Linked DNA regions of Sus scrofa: region 1 is linked to region 2. Evidence: chromatin contacts called from public HiChIP or PLAC-seq data. All regions are on one chromosome and are shown on one strand. Each heading gives the region's core, a stretch centred on a gene start, on an enhancer-like site or on the middle of the called end of the contact. The rest is flanking DNA. Distances are from core to core; before and after follow the strand shown. Region 1 holds the start of LYRM9 (LYR motif-containing protein 9). Region 2 holds the start of LGALS9 (galectin 9).

Evidence for each region. HiChIP or PLAC-seq counts read pairs in DNA pulled down with a chosen protein or histone mark.
Region 1: an H3K27ac HiChIP or PLAC-seq map of alveolar macrophages shows a contact between it and region 2. The contact joins the promoter of LYRM9 here to the promoter of LGALS9 in region 2. A contact is called at or near these places in 5 of 47 Hi-C or Micro-C datasets (embryonic fibroblasts, heart right ventricle, mesenteric adipose tissue and 2 more) and 1 of 2 datasets of contacts at active chromatin or transcription factors (alveolar macrophages).

Annotation. Positions count from the first base shown.
Region 1 is chr12:44,288,145-44,291,273 of Sscrofa11.1, reverse strand. LYRM9 (LYR motif-containing protein 9) reads left to right here and starts at 1,587. Exons shown (of 4, transcript XM_003358165.4): 1 at 1,587-1,685.
Region 2 is chr12:44,153,663-44,156,692 of Sscrofa11.1, reverse strand. It overlaps LGALS9 (galectin 9), which reads right to left and starts at 1,503. Exons shown (of 11, transcript NM_213932.2): 1 at 1,384-1,503. The coding sequence starts at 1,422.

The sequences.
Region 1 (3,129 bases), core at 338-2,837, 130 kb before region 2:
GGTAATGATGCGCCCCTGTCCACGCGTGTGTCAACAAGAGGGCTGATTTATGAGGGTACAATAGTACCTTTCAGATTTATTTGGCCCAAGTCATATTGAAAATAAATTGAAGGGTTGCAGCTTTTGTTTGAATATTTCAGGGGAAGAACCCCCACCTGGTTTGGAGGAAGGCTGGTGTGTTAGGTGAAGAGGGCAAAGGAAGGAAGGGAGGGAGGAAGGGAAGAAGTGGGAAGAAAGAGAAAGAAAAGAAGGAAGAAAGAGAGAAAAGGAAGAGGCAGATGGAAAGAGAGGAAGGAGGGGAGTTCCCATCATGGCACAGAGGAAATGAATCTGACTGGGAACCATGAGGTTGAGGGTTCCATCCCTGGACTTGCTCAGTGGCTTAAGGATCTGGCCTTGCCGTGAGCTGTGGTGTAGGTTGCAGATGCAGCTCGGATCCCGAGTTGCTGTGGCTGTGGTGTAGGCTGGCAGCAGTAGCTCCGATTGGACCTCCATATGCTGGGAACCTCCATATGCTGTGGGTGCAGTCCTAAAAAAAAAAGCCAAAAAAAAAAAAAGAGAGAGAGAGGAAGGAGGGGGGGGAGGGTCAGAGGAAGGAAGGAAACTCTAAAGGATATTAGGAAAAAAAAAAAGAGAGAACCCTTAAGAAACTCCTTTTGTTAAGAAATATCCCCTCCTTCTCTTATCCTGAAGGGAGAAGAGTAGATTCCCAGGTTCCAACAGGAAGCAATGCATTCCTTAGAAAGAAGAGAAGAAGGAAAAAAGAAAACAAGGAAAAACAGAAAGTTCTTGTTAAACCAGCTACACATGGAGTCTGTGTAAGGAAATCAGCCTTTTCATTATAAACAGGTTAAAAAAGCCCTAGAGAAGAGAGAAGTGAACAGAAGCAGTATTATCCACTAACAACCTAACTCCCTTTTAGCATCAGCTGAGAGATCAGCAGCATCATTGAACAGGGGGTTTGTCTTAAGATAAAGACTCATCTTTATTTCTTTCACGATATAAAACTTGTATTTAAATCAATTCAGAGAAGCACTTTAGCTCTAAACATTAGAGAGCGGGGAGAGCCTATTTAATAAAACAGCATTATTCCATTTTCAAAGAATGATACTGGCAGTAGCTGTGAGTTTAAATTCTGTATTCTTTCCCTCAATTATAATTATACACGGGTCTGAAAGGAAGCATGCCTATTACTGTCATATTTATTCTTTTGACAGGTGTTATGGGGCTGTAATTTGACGAAATGACTCAAAATGCAGATTCCCATCCAAATATAATTCCTGTCATCAACACGAGTGGTTTAGAAGCCGTCCTCCTGCAAGGCTTTGCACAGATCTTCAACACCCCTCATATTTTAGCAGCAGTTCATATTCAGGAAAATGGGGAGAGCCTGCCTTCAGGGCTTATCTCTGGTAGCAAATGCCAAAAGGAAGAGTGGGTGTTCAAGGCAAAGAAGCTTGTTAGTGGGACAGTTTTTTGTTTTGCTTTTTTTTTCAACAGGGTGGGCTTGGATTGGGCATGGGGCATCCAGCACGGGTCCTTCATCAAGTATCTCGCGCGGCCGGTAGAGGGCGCTCAGCGCACAGTGGCCGGGGGTGGGCGGTGCTTCGGCTGTCCCGGGCGCAGGCGCACTCATAGCCGCCGCGTCCGCCGCGTCCCAGGCTGAGGTTTCCCGGTGGAGGCGGGTGAGCCGCGCGGCGCCGGCGGAGGGCGGGAGCGAGGGCGTCCGCGCGGGGGCTGGAGTCCCCTGGGCTGCGGGGAAAGGTTGGGGATGGGAGCTTCGGGCGTCCTCGGCCTGGTGCGGCCTGTGGAAGTCCTAGCGCCGCTCCCTTTGTCTCCCCGAGCGTCTCATTCCTGGGGAGGGCCGTGTTCTCCGGAGCGCGGCTCCTGGACGCGCCGCAGGCCTCGCGGGGGCGGCTCGGAGGAGCGAGGAGGCCCCAGGACGCGGCGGCGCGGGGTGGCGTGGGGCGTCGGGGCGCGGGGCGGGCGGGGGGGGTGGGGGAAGCACGGGAAGCCCAGGGACGTTCCCGTCCCGCAGGCGCCTCCGCGAGGGCTTCGCTTTGCCCGTTTTTCAAAGCAGACATGGGCCTCCATGGCCCGTGTGTCCGCAGCACCCGGTGAGCGCGCTTACCTGGAGTCACCTTCACGTTTTGATTTACCCTCTGCCCAGCAGATCAGGTCACTCCGTGGCTGAAACCCCTAAGACCTTAGGACTAACCTTTCTTTTGATTTGTTTTTACACAGCATACGATTCACCCGCTTAAAGTGCACAATTCACTGCCTTCCAGTGTAGTCACAGGATTCAGGCTGCACTCTCTGCCTTCACTACCCCTTTCACCTTCACCCAACCAAGGGCTACTCCTTCAGACCTCAGATTTTTTTTTTTTTTTATTGTCTTTTTAGGGCCGCACCCTTGGCATATAGAGGTTCCCAGGCTAGGGGTCTATTCAGAGCTGCAGCCGCTGGCCTACTGGCCTATGCCAGAGCCACAGCAAGGCCGGATCTGAGCCGCCTCTGCGACCTACACCACAGCTCACCGGTTGAGCGAGGCCAGGGATCAAACCCTCAACCTTATGATTCCTTTTGCGATTCGTTTCTGCTGCGCTAGGAGGGGAACTCCCAGACCTAGATTTGATGTCTCTTTTTCCAGAAACCTTCTCTGACCCTTGCATGGGTGAGGCCCTCTGGGACCTGAATTCCACTTGCAGTATTTAGTTATAATTGAATACTTAGTTTTTATTATCGTCTGTTAATGCGTTCTGTGGGGTCAGAAGTTGTCTCCTTTGTTTCTGTGACTTCAGCATCTAGCACCTTGTTGGCGTCAGTGACTGTTCAAAACACGCGTGTCTTTTGTGTCAGACACACTATTAGGGGTGCAGCCAGGAGCAAGGTAAATAAACTCCCTGTTGTTAGGGAGCTGACATTCCAGTGGGGGAAGGAATACAGAGATATATATATATATATATATATATATGTCGTGGTGAAAAATGCCATGAGGGAAAAGAGAAGGAACCCTAGGGTGGACAGAGAAGACTTAAGTGAGACTCAGATAAGGGGCTGGGGAGACGTGTGGGTGCCCGGAGAGTGGCTGAACATGTGAGGACCAGCTGGGAGGCCAGAGGGAGGGGG
Region 2 (3,030 bases), core at 254-2,753:
CCCCACCCTCACCTGGGAAGGGCTCCGTCAGCCCAGGCTCTGCAGGGCCTCTGGGGAAGCCCTTGCTGGGAGCTGGGAGAGGATCCTACAGCAGGATGGGGGGCAGGGACCAGGATACGGAAACCTGGGCGGGGGGCTGCGTGCCGCCGCCTCCCCAGTGCTCTCCGTGGGCCCCTCCCTCTTCTGGGGGGCAGGGTGGGAATCAAGGCACCTCCCTTCTTGGCCATGTCTTCTGGGGACACTTGGCAAGTGGCCTCAGCCTCCCTGAGTCTCAGTTCGGTATATGGCGTGGGGATGATAAAGTTCTCAGGGTTCAAACGCGTCTTCCCTGACGGGGCCTCCACACAGGCGGTGAAAAGGCGCAGAGGCGGCCCTTTGCACCCCACACACCAGGGACAGCCCGGCTCCCCGCTTACTCCTGAGATGGTCCCTCTGGAGACACCCTTGACCTGCTCCTGCCTAGTGGACTCACTCCTTGGGGAGCAGACACCTCCCCCAGGAGGCCCTCCCTGCTGCCCCCAGGCTCCTAAGGATGCTACAGGCTTCTAGCATCCACAGGGGGCCTGACGGGGTTCAAGCTCTCTCTAAGCACTCCCCACTTAAACCTTACCCCAGCCTGGGCGATGGCTCAAGGAGCATCCCCCCCCGCCCCCCGAGGAAACAGGCCTAGAGAGGTAAGGTAACTTCTTTGAGGTGACTCAGCTAATTAATGGCTGAGCCCAGGGAGTAAGTGCCCCCAGCTGCCATGCTGGGTTGTTGTCCTCCCCAGAAGCTCCGTTTACCTCTTCTTTCATACAAACACACCATCACTCTTTGTTGTTGGTGGTGGTTTTTTAGGGCTGCCCCTGTGGCATATGGAAGTTCCCAGGCTAGGGGCCCAATCCGAGCTGCAGCTGCCAGCCTACACCACAGCCACAGCAACGCCAGATCTGGACCTACCCGCAGCTTGCAGCAACGCTGAAGCCTTAACCAACTGAGCGAGGCCATGGATCCAACCCGCATCCTCATGAAAACCAGTTGGGTTCTTAACCCCCTGAGCCGCAGTGGGAACTCCACACATCATTGCTCTTGTAGTGACTACTTATGCCCTTCTCCCCACCACCCAAAGCACAAAGAACGGCGCAGGTGTTCTACGGAGGGGGCTCAGGAACCGCTGGGATTCACACATCCTCATGATGCTGGCTCGCCCCCTCCAGCCCTGACAGGTGCTGGGGAGACAGGCGTGGGGCAGATGTTGTGTCAGGGTCGCCCCATCTGGCACTTCTGCCCTTCTTGTGCCCTTTGCGATGCCTCTTCCACCCTCCACCGCCTGCAAGAGCTCTTTCCTCAGAGACCCAGCGCTGACCTCCCCCCACTGAGGCCCCCTGCAGCCCCGGAACTCACCGGGTTCATGTAGGGAGCCTGGGCGCCGCTGAAGGCCATCGCTCCACCGCCTCTGTGACCACTGCCTGCCGCTCTGCACGCCCCGGCCTCTGCACCGGGGAGGAGTTAACAGAGAAATAGAAAGCAAAGCCACTTGGCAGTCAGTCAATGGGGAGGAGCCAGGAGCAGGAGGAAGTGGGTTTAGGGAGAAAGGTAGGGTGCTTAGGATGAGGGCGGAGGGTGGCTCTGGGGAGGGACGTGGGTGCTCCTCCCCCAGTGCCCTTTCTCTCCACTGACCTGTGGCTCCCCCCGGAGACCAGATAGTTCCTAGAGGTTCAGGTAGGGCGCCTACAGAGATCCCAGCACACGGACACCGCAGCAAGCTCCTAGGCCCCACCGTCCAAGAGGGTTCTCCTGAGCTTGGCCAGAAGTGACTAGAAAACAGCAGGGCCACTTGGCAGGGCCCATAGGGCCGGGCTCTGCCTGTGTGTGGAGTGGTGGTAGTGCTGTGAAGGCCTGGTGGTACCCATTTTCTGCACAGGGAAACTCAGGCTCAGAGAGTTGAAGGGTCATGCCTGAGGTCACACACACACATAGAGCTCACTAGTGGCAGCCCAAGCCATATGAGGCTACTTAGGGTCTGAAAAAGGTTTAAAAGTCATCCCCTTTAAAATTCTGTTCCTCAGAATTCCCGCTGTGGCTCAGAGGTAAAGAACCCTACTTAGGAGTTCCCGTCGTGGCGCAGTGGTTAACGAATCCGACTAGGAACCATGAGGTTGTGGGTTCGATCCCTGCCCTTGCTCAGTGGGTTAACGATCCGGCGTTGCCGTGAGCTGTGGTGTAGGTTGCAGACGTGGCTCGGATCCTGCGTTGCTGTGGCTCTGGCGTAGGCTGGTGGCTACAGCTCCGATTGGACCCCTAGCCTGGGAACCTCCATATGCAGCGGGAGCGGCCCAAGAAATAGCAACAACAACAACAAAAGACAATAAAGACAAAAGACAAAAAAAAAAGAACCCTACTTAATATCTGTGAGGACGTGGGTTCGATCCCTGGCCTTGCCAAGTGGGTTAAGTATCTGGGATTGCCATGACCTGCGGTGTAGGTCATGGGTATGGCTCGGATTCCATGTTGTGTGGCTGTGGCGTAGGAAGGCAGCTGCAACTCTGATTCAGCCCCTAGCCTGGGAACTTCCATATGCCACAGGTGTGCCCCTGGGGGAAAAAAATGCTGTTCCTCATGTAAAAAAATAATTACATTGGAGTTCCCTGGTAGCTCAGCAGGTTGAGACTCCAGCACTGTCACTGCTGTGGCACAGGTTCAATCTGTGGCCCAGGAGCTCGCACATGCTGCAGGCATGGCCTAAAAAAAATCATGTAGAAAGAAATGTTTTGCCAGTAAAAAAGCTCATGGTGGAGGTTATGCCGCCCTTGGGTGCAATATGTCCTGGAGCTTCTCTATGAATTCCTGCCTCTCTTCTCTCCTTCCTCTCCTCTCTTCTCTCCCGTGTTTCTGGGCTTTAGAATGGGGAGCAGGGAAGTCTCGGACATCCTAGAACTTTCCAAGTGATGTGGAGGCAGGAGCAACATAGTAAATAAACTGTCTTTCATTGGCTTCAGCACCTTGTGAAGGGTGATTGACTGAAACAGAGACTCAGGATAGGCTGGGTCA